2 separate regions of the Macaca mulatta genome follow, and region 1 is linked to region 2. A link is a contact called in public Hi-C data. All regions are on one chromosome and are shown on one strand. Each heading gives the region's core, a stretch centred on a gene start, on an enhancer-like site or on the middle of the called end of the contact. The rest is flanking DNA. Distances are from core to core; before and after follow the strand shown. Region 1 holds the start of MYO10 (myosin X). Region 2 overlaps MYO10 (myosin X).

Region 1 (3,352 bases), core at 734-3,233, 140 kb before region 2:
ACAGTTTTAGGCTTACATAAAAATTGGGCAAAAAGTACAGAGAGTGTTCATAGACTCCTAGCCCCTCACCCTCACTTGTCCCTATTATTAACATGTTGCATTAGTGTGGTACATTTGCTATAACTGACGAGCCGATATGGAAAGTGACTCCTGAAATGACATGGCAAGGTTGCCTAACGTATCAGTGGCTGGGCTGATGCTGGGAACAAAGTCACACCCACACTCTCACTTCAACAATCTCCCTGGTAATTTCTCTGGCAGAGATGTTGTGTGCAGATTAATACCATAATGACTGTAATTGTTCTGCTCCAGTATCTGAACACCAGTGGTTGCAGGACCTATTCGACTAAGCACTTTGATTGGTGCCTGGGATTGTTGGTATTTCTCCTGACTCCATCTTCACTTTCCTTGTCACCTTGGACACAAGCTTTAATGGCTCAGAGCCTGAAGCGTGTAAACCTGTGAAACAGAACAACATTGCACAATATTAACTAATTTACACCTTGACTCTATCTAAAGGGAAGTGAGGTGGGAGCAATGATATTGACGGTGAAGAACTGGACTGGCATAAGTTACAAACATGCTTGACTTTCCCCATAAGGATTACAGAAGGATGTTTCATTCATTCATTCATTCATTCATTCATTCATGCTGTAAGACAGCCTGGGGATACTCATTTTAAAGCACAGTCCTTCCCGCAAGGAGCCACTGTTCTCCCAACTGTGTATAAGAAGGACACCAAGAGAAAGACCCTTATAACATTATATAGGTTCCCCAACTGTCTTAGTAATGAATCCTAGAGTGGGCATCTAGCCCAGTGCTTAGGGGGAGCTTGGGTGGGGTGAGTGGAGTAGCATCTTTGGGAAGGGTTCCTTCCCCTGGAAGATGTGACTTTGTGAGCTGAGTTTTAAAGGTTGAGTAGCAGTTGGCAAATTACCTGGAGAGAGCATCTCAACTCTTTTGTACTGAAGAACCAGCCATTTTTGTTCCCAGTCCGCCAGGTACCAATACACTGTGGCGCCAGGTGTGACTCACCACGTGAGTCTGACAACACCCAAACTGGTTTATACTCGGTTCAAAGAGTCCACTGATCATGTGCTTGGATGTCGTGGTATTATTACATTGCTACAAAAGTTTACTCTTAATTTCTCTACTTGTTACAGACAAGCCTTCGTTCAGCACAGGACCAGATAGCATCTGATGGGCACCTGGAAGCCTGTTAGAAAAGCAGATTGTTCCAGCCTGCGTTCTAACAAGGTCCCCAGGTGACCCTCGCACAGCATAAAGTTAAAACTGCCCTAGAGGAAACGGGACTCAGTACCAGGTGGGTTTGATCATTCATCCATCTCAGTGCCATCTGCCATCTCTGCTTCCTTCAGGTTTAGGAAAAGGGTCACATTTTTAAAGGTGATATTGGCCACGTCCCCTTCCAGTTTCAAAACTGCATTTCCCCGCTGTTAGGCAAACGTCTTATGCAAACCCGACTGCAGGAGAGAAACTCAACACGGGAATGCAACTTCCAGAAATTCTGATTAGCCTCCGTCTTCCCCTTTGATCTGGCCCCGCAGCCCGGGCAGCTCCGCTGACCGCGCTTCCTTCCCCGAGATCGCTCGTCTGCCGGGCTGCATTAATGAGATCCGTGTTGAGCCGGTTCCAGGGTCTGCTAAACATCAAAGGCACAAAAGAAGCCCCTAGTTCCTTCTCCCCCTCCCCTCTAAGTGATACTTAGTCTCTCTCTGCAGAGGTCAGAGTCAAATCCCCTGCCCACGCCGAGATGGGGAGACCTGGAGAAACACGCGGCCCCCTCCGGAGTCCGCTACAGAGCCTGCGGCTGCTTGGGGCGCAGAGTGGGCGGGGCCTGGGTGGTAATGGGGCGGGGCGCTCCGCCCCGGCGGGGCCAGACGCTGTGGAAGCGCGGGCGGGGTTGGCGGAGGGCCAAGCTCCTGGGGCGGGGCCGGGTGCGGGAGGGCGGGGCCGGGTGCGGGAGGGCGGGGCCGGGTGCGGGAGGGCGGGGCCGGGTGCGGGAGGGCGGGGCCGGGTGCGGGAGGGCGGGGCCGGGTGCGGGAGGGCGGGGCCGGGTGCGGGAGGGCGGGGCGAGGTCGCCGGGCTGCAGTCCCGCGGGCGAGAGCTGGCTGAGCCGCGGCGCGGGACTGCTCACCTCCGGAGCGCTCGCGCGGGGATCGTGTCTCCGGCTCACTTTGCGGCCCGCTGTCCTCCTGTCCGCCTCGAGGGTCCCCGGCCGGAGCGCAGAGGGAGGGGGCCGCGCTCGCCAGCACCCCGCCGCCCTCCCCCGCTTGGGAGAAGAATGTGCCACCAGCTGTTCTCCGCTCGCGAGCGCTGCGCCCAGTAGTGAGGAACTTGGAGGAAGAAGAGACAAAGGCTGCCGTCGGGACGGGCGAGTTAGAGACTTGGGTTTGGGCGAACAAAAGGTGAGAAGGACAAGAAGGGACGGGGCAATGGCAGCGGGGGAGCCCCGCGGGCGCGCGTTCCCAAGAGTGGCGCCGTGACACGCATGGTTTCCCCGGACCCGCGGCGGCGCTGACTTCCGCGAGCCGGAGCGGCACTCGGTAAATCCGGGACTGTGCTGGAACAATGGATAACTTCTTCACCGAGGTGAGTGCGCTCCCAGTCCGACCTGGCCTCCGGAGCCCAGGGAAGGAGGCGACTGCCCACCACGCCGCGCGCCCTGGGTACTTTTCCCTGAGCCCGGGAGGGCACAACTTTCTGGGAGTCTCCTGAAAACACCCCCCGTCCCCCCCGCGGAGTCTCTGATGAGTAAGCCCAGGCAGGTTTTGTTTCGTCCTGTCCCGCGCTCGCACTTTGCTCCGGGAGGTAGCGAAGGTGCGTTTCCGTTGGTGTGGGTGGCTGGCTCTCGGGGCGCCCCGGGACACCCCGCGCCAGGTGAGGCGGCGCGCGCCAGGGCCCGGGCGGGGCGATCCGCCCGCTCGACTGCCCGGGTGCAGGAAGCCCAATAAAATGTTCAGCGGGGACCTGCCTTTCTCCAAGAAAGGTCTGGTCTGGTATTGCCTTTGCAAAACGTGCGGGCTTCCTGTGCAGGGGTTCAAACACTTCCAGAGGAGACGGCTTAATGAAGTGTGAGAAGGAGAGGCAAGGGTTTAATCAGTCACTGTTTTCCTTGCCTGCCGAACCTTGGAGACTGAAGTTCTTTGCTCGCCGAGAAGTGCTCTTTTAAGGCTTGGGACAATTCCAGACCCTGGGATCAAAAGATCATATATTTGTGTGGAGTGTCCATGCAGATTTTGAATTCGAATGTAAAGAAAATTCGTTTAGGGCTAACAATGGCTATTTTAATAGATGAAACGGATGCCCTCTTTAGGGTCGTTGAGGGTGG
Region 2 (3,281 bases), core at 502-3,001:
TAAAAGTTGATTGGTGGTTGGTGGTGGTTGCAGGACTCTCTGCTCCCACCCCTGTCTGACTTACTTCCCCAGTTGTGTCTGAGCCTGGAAACCAGGTAACCAAACAGAGTTAGTATTTCCTGCAAAAGTGCAAGTGAATAGTTGTGTCCACATGGAGAGGCCTAAGGCATTAAGCTTTGGTAACTCTGTAGCCTCTATTTATTTTCCTTCTTTCTTTTCTTTTCTGTTCTTTTCTTCCTTTCTTTCATTCCTTTCCTTTCTTTCTCTCTTGCCCGCTGTCTCTCTCTTTCTCTCGCTCTCTCCTCTTGCTCTCACTCTTTCTTTTTTCTTTCTTTCTTTTTTTTTTCTTTTTTGACAGAGTCTTGCTCTGTTGCCCAGGCTGGAGTACAGTGGGGCAATCTCAGCTCACTAACCTCCGCCTCCCAGGTTCAAGCAATTCTCCTGCCTCAACCTCCCGAGTAGCTGGGATTACAGGTGTGTGCCACCAGGCCTGGCTAATTTTATGTATTTTAAGTAGAGACAGGGTTTCACTGTGTTAGCCAGGATGGTCTTGGTCTCCTGACTTCGTGATCCTCTTGCCTCGACCTCCCAAAGTGCTGGGATTACAGGTGTGAGCTACCACGCTCAGCCTAATACCTAGCATTTTTGAAATAGTCATGTTATCTTTTAAAAGCTGTAGCTAACTCTGCATAGCATAAAATTTGCCATTTTGACTATTTTGAAGAGTACAATTCAGTAATATTAGGTACATTCACAGACCTAGCACTTTGGACAGCCGAGGAGGGTGGATCACTCAAAGCCAGGAGTTCGAGACTAGTCTGGGTAACAAAGCAAGACCGTGTCTGGTAACAAACCAGACAAAAAAATTTAAAAATTTAAAATAATAATAATAATAAGGACATTCACAATGTTCTGCATCCACAGGTACGAACCACTTCCAGAACTTTTTTTGAGATGGAATCTTACTTGTCGCCCAGGCTGGAGTACAGTGGCACTATCTCAGGTCACTGCAACCTCCGGTTCCTGGGTTCAAGTGATTCTCCTGTCCCAGCCTCTCGTGTAGCTGGGATTACAGGCACGCACCACAATGCTTGGCTAATTTTTGTATTTTTAGTAGAGATGGGGTTTCCCCATGTTGGCCAGGCTAGCCTTGAACTCCTGACCTCAGGTGATCCACCCGCCTCAGCCTCTCGAAGTGCTGGGATTACAGATGTGAGCCACAAGGCCCGCCTCACTTCCAGAACTTTCCCATCACCCTAAACAGAAACTCTGCACCCATTAAACTGTAACTTTCCTTCTCCCGCAGCCTCTGGCTACCTCTCTTCTCCTTTCTGTCTCATCACTTTTTCACCATGCTGTTTCACAGTAGCCATTTGATGAGACAGGAGACTGGATCTGGCCAGTCGTTTGTCTGTGGGAAAGGATTAAGATTGGCGAGGTGAGCGGGGAATAGGGATCTGGGCCTGGGTCGCCTCACCATCTTCCTTCTCTTGTTTCCCTCTCACTACCATCCCCCTTTGAAATGGCTTCATTCATTTGTCCAGAACATGAAGATTTGGTTTCCAGAAGGTGCAGGGACAGTGTGCGGGAGACAGAAGCCATCTTTCCCCCTGGCGCACACTGAGTGGGTTTTGTTGGAGCTCATCCAGTGGCCTGGGTTAGAAGTGACGCATCCCTGTCTCACCCTGTGCTTGCAGACCTACATCGGCTCCATCCTGGCCTCTGTGAACCCCTACCAGCCCATCGCCGGGCTGTACGAGCATGCCACCATGGAGCAGTACAGCCGGCGCCACCTGGGCGAGCTGCCCCCGCACATCTTCGCCATCGCCAACGAGTGCTACCGCTGCCTGTGGAAGCGCCACGACAACCAGTGCATCCTCATCAGGTAACGAAGCTCACAGTCAGTCGGGCTTTCCCACGGCCGAGGAGTCCCTCCCCGCACCCCGCACACCCCGCGCCCCAGCCTCCTTAGGACATGAAACGGAGAAAGCTTTTACAACTGCCTGAGTTTCTCCGGCAGAGTTTTCTGTTTTGAATGGCATGATAACTTCAGCTTTCAGAAGGAGCTCACTTAGCAAAGCAGATGGACCATGTTGCTTTGGCTCTTATCCTCAGAATAATTATTCCATTCTGTTCCTTTAAAAAAAAAAAAAAAAAAACATTTATTTGCCTTAATTATTCTTTGATTTATTTCAATCATGAGGCATGATCTGTTTAAGGAAATCTTGCATAGTTCTTTCAAATTTAAACGTTTTGTGTAGCCTACAATGCCACTCACAAGGTTTATATGTGTGAACAAGGTTTCTTTTTTCTCTACTGCAATAAAATAACTCTAGATAGAATCTCCCAGATTTAGGCAATTTTAATAATGGGGTGCTCTTAAAGTTTACCTTTGAATTAGCCACAGAAGAGGGGCTCACTGTCTGTATGTTAAGGGTGTATTTATTTCAATTTTTTTTTTTGAGTTGGAGTCTTGCTCTGTCGCCCAGGCTGGAGTGCAGTGGTGTGATCTCAGCTCACTGCAAGCTCTGCCTCCCGGGTTCACGCCATTCTCCTGCGTCAGCCTCCCAAGTAGCTGGGACTACAGGCGCTCACCACCTCACCCGGCTAGTTTTTTTTGTTGTTGTTGTTGTTTTTTTTTTTTTAGTAGAGACGGGGTTTCACCGTGTTAGCCAGGATGGTCTCAATCTCCTGACCTCGTGATCTGCCCGTCTCGGCCTCCCAAAGTGCTGGGATTACAGGCTTGAGCCACCGCGCCCGGCCTCAATTTTTTTTTTAGTGGGCGAGAAGGCACTTGGCATGTCTGTTTTAGCTGAGTCGTACTCACTTTTACAAAGAAACTGTTAGGAGCCCCAATATCAGTTCATTCATTACTAGGAACTGTCTTAAAAAGTAGTAGAATATTTTTTAAATAAATATTTATTGGCTGGGCGCAATGGCTCACACTTGTAATCCCAGCACTTGAGGAGGCCGAGGTGGGTGGTTCACTTGTGGTCAGGAGTTGGAGACCAGCTTGGCCGACATGATGAAACCCCATTTCTACTAAAAATACAAAATCAGCCAGGCATGGTGGTGCATGCCTGTAGTCCCAGCTACTTGGGAGGCTGAGGTGGGAGGATCACTTTAACCTGGAGGTGGAGGTTGCAGTGAGCCCAGATCACGCCACTGCACTCCAGCCTGGGTGACAGAGTGAGACTCCATCTCAATAAATAAATAAATACATACATACATAAATAAATTTTCTTAATGTTTATTAACATTCTAATTGACCTCATCGCGTG

The links. Hi-C and Micro-C count contacts between places; a contact is called where the count stands out from the background.
Region 1: a contact with region 2 is called in a Hi-C map of fetal cortical plate, with 2.6 times the contacts expected there. The contact joins the promoter of MYO10 here to the enhancer-like site in region 2. A contact is called at or near these places in 4 of 14 Hi-C or Micro-C datasets (fetal cortex germinal zone, fetal cortical plate, fibroblasts and 1 more).

What each region holds. Positions count from the first base shown.
Region 1 is chr6:18,376,142-18,379,493 of T2T-MMU8v2.0, reverse strand. MYO10 (myosin X) reads left to right here and starts at 1,983. Exons shown (of 40, transcript XM_078004632.1): 1 at 1,983-2,613. The coding sequence starts at 2,593.
Region 2 is chr6:18,232,136-18,235,416 of T2T-MMU8v2.0, reverse strand. It overlaps MYO10 (myosin X), which reads left to right. Exons shown (of 40, transcript XM_078004632.1): 4 at 1,698-1,885. Among named protein-coding and RNA genes, the nearest start is that of MYO10, 140 kb to the left of the region's middle. Within about 2 kb of position 1,751, at least 3 of the 40 cell types and tissues checked have an H3K27ac peak or open chromatin away from gene starts, as enhancers often do. A contact at or near this core is called in fetal cortical plate, where this site is marked.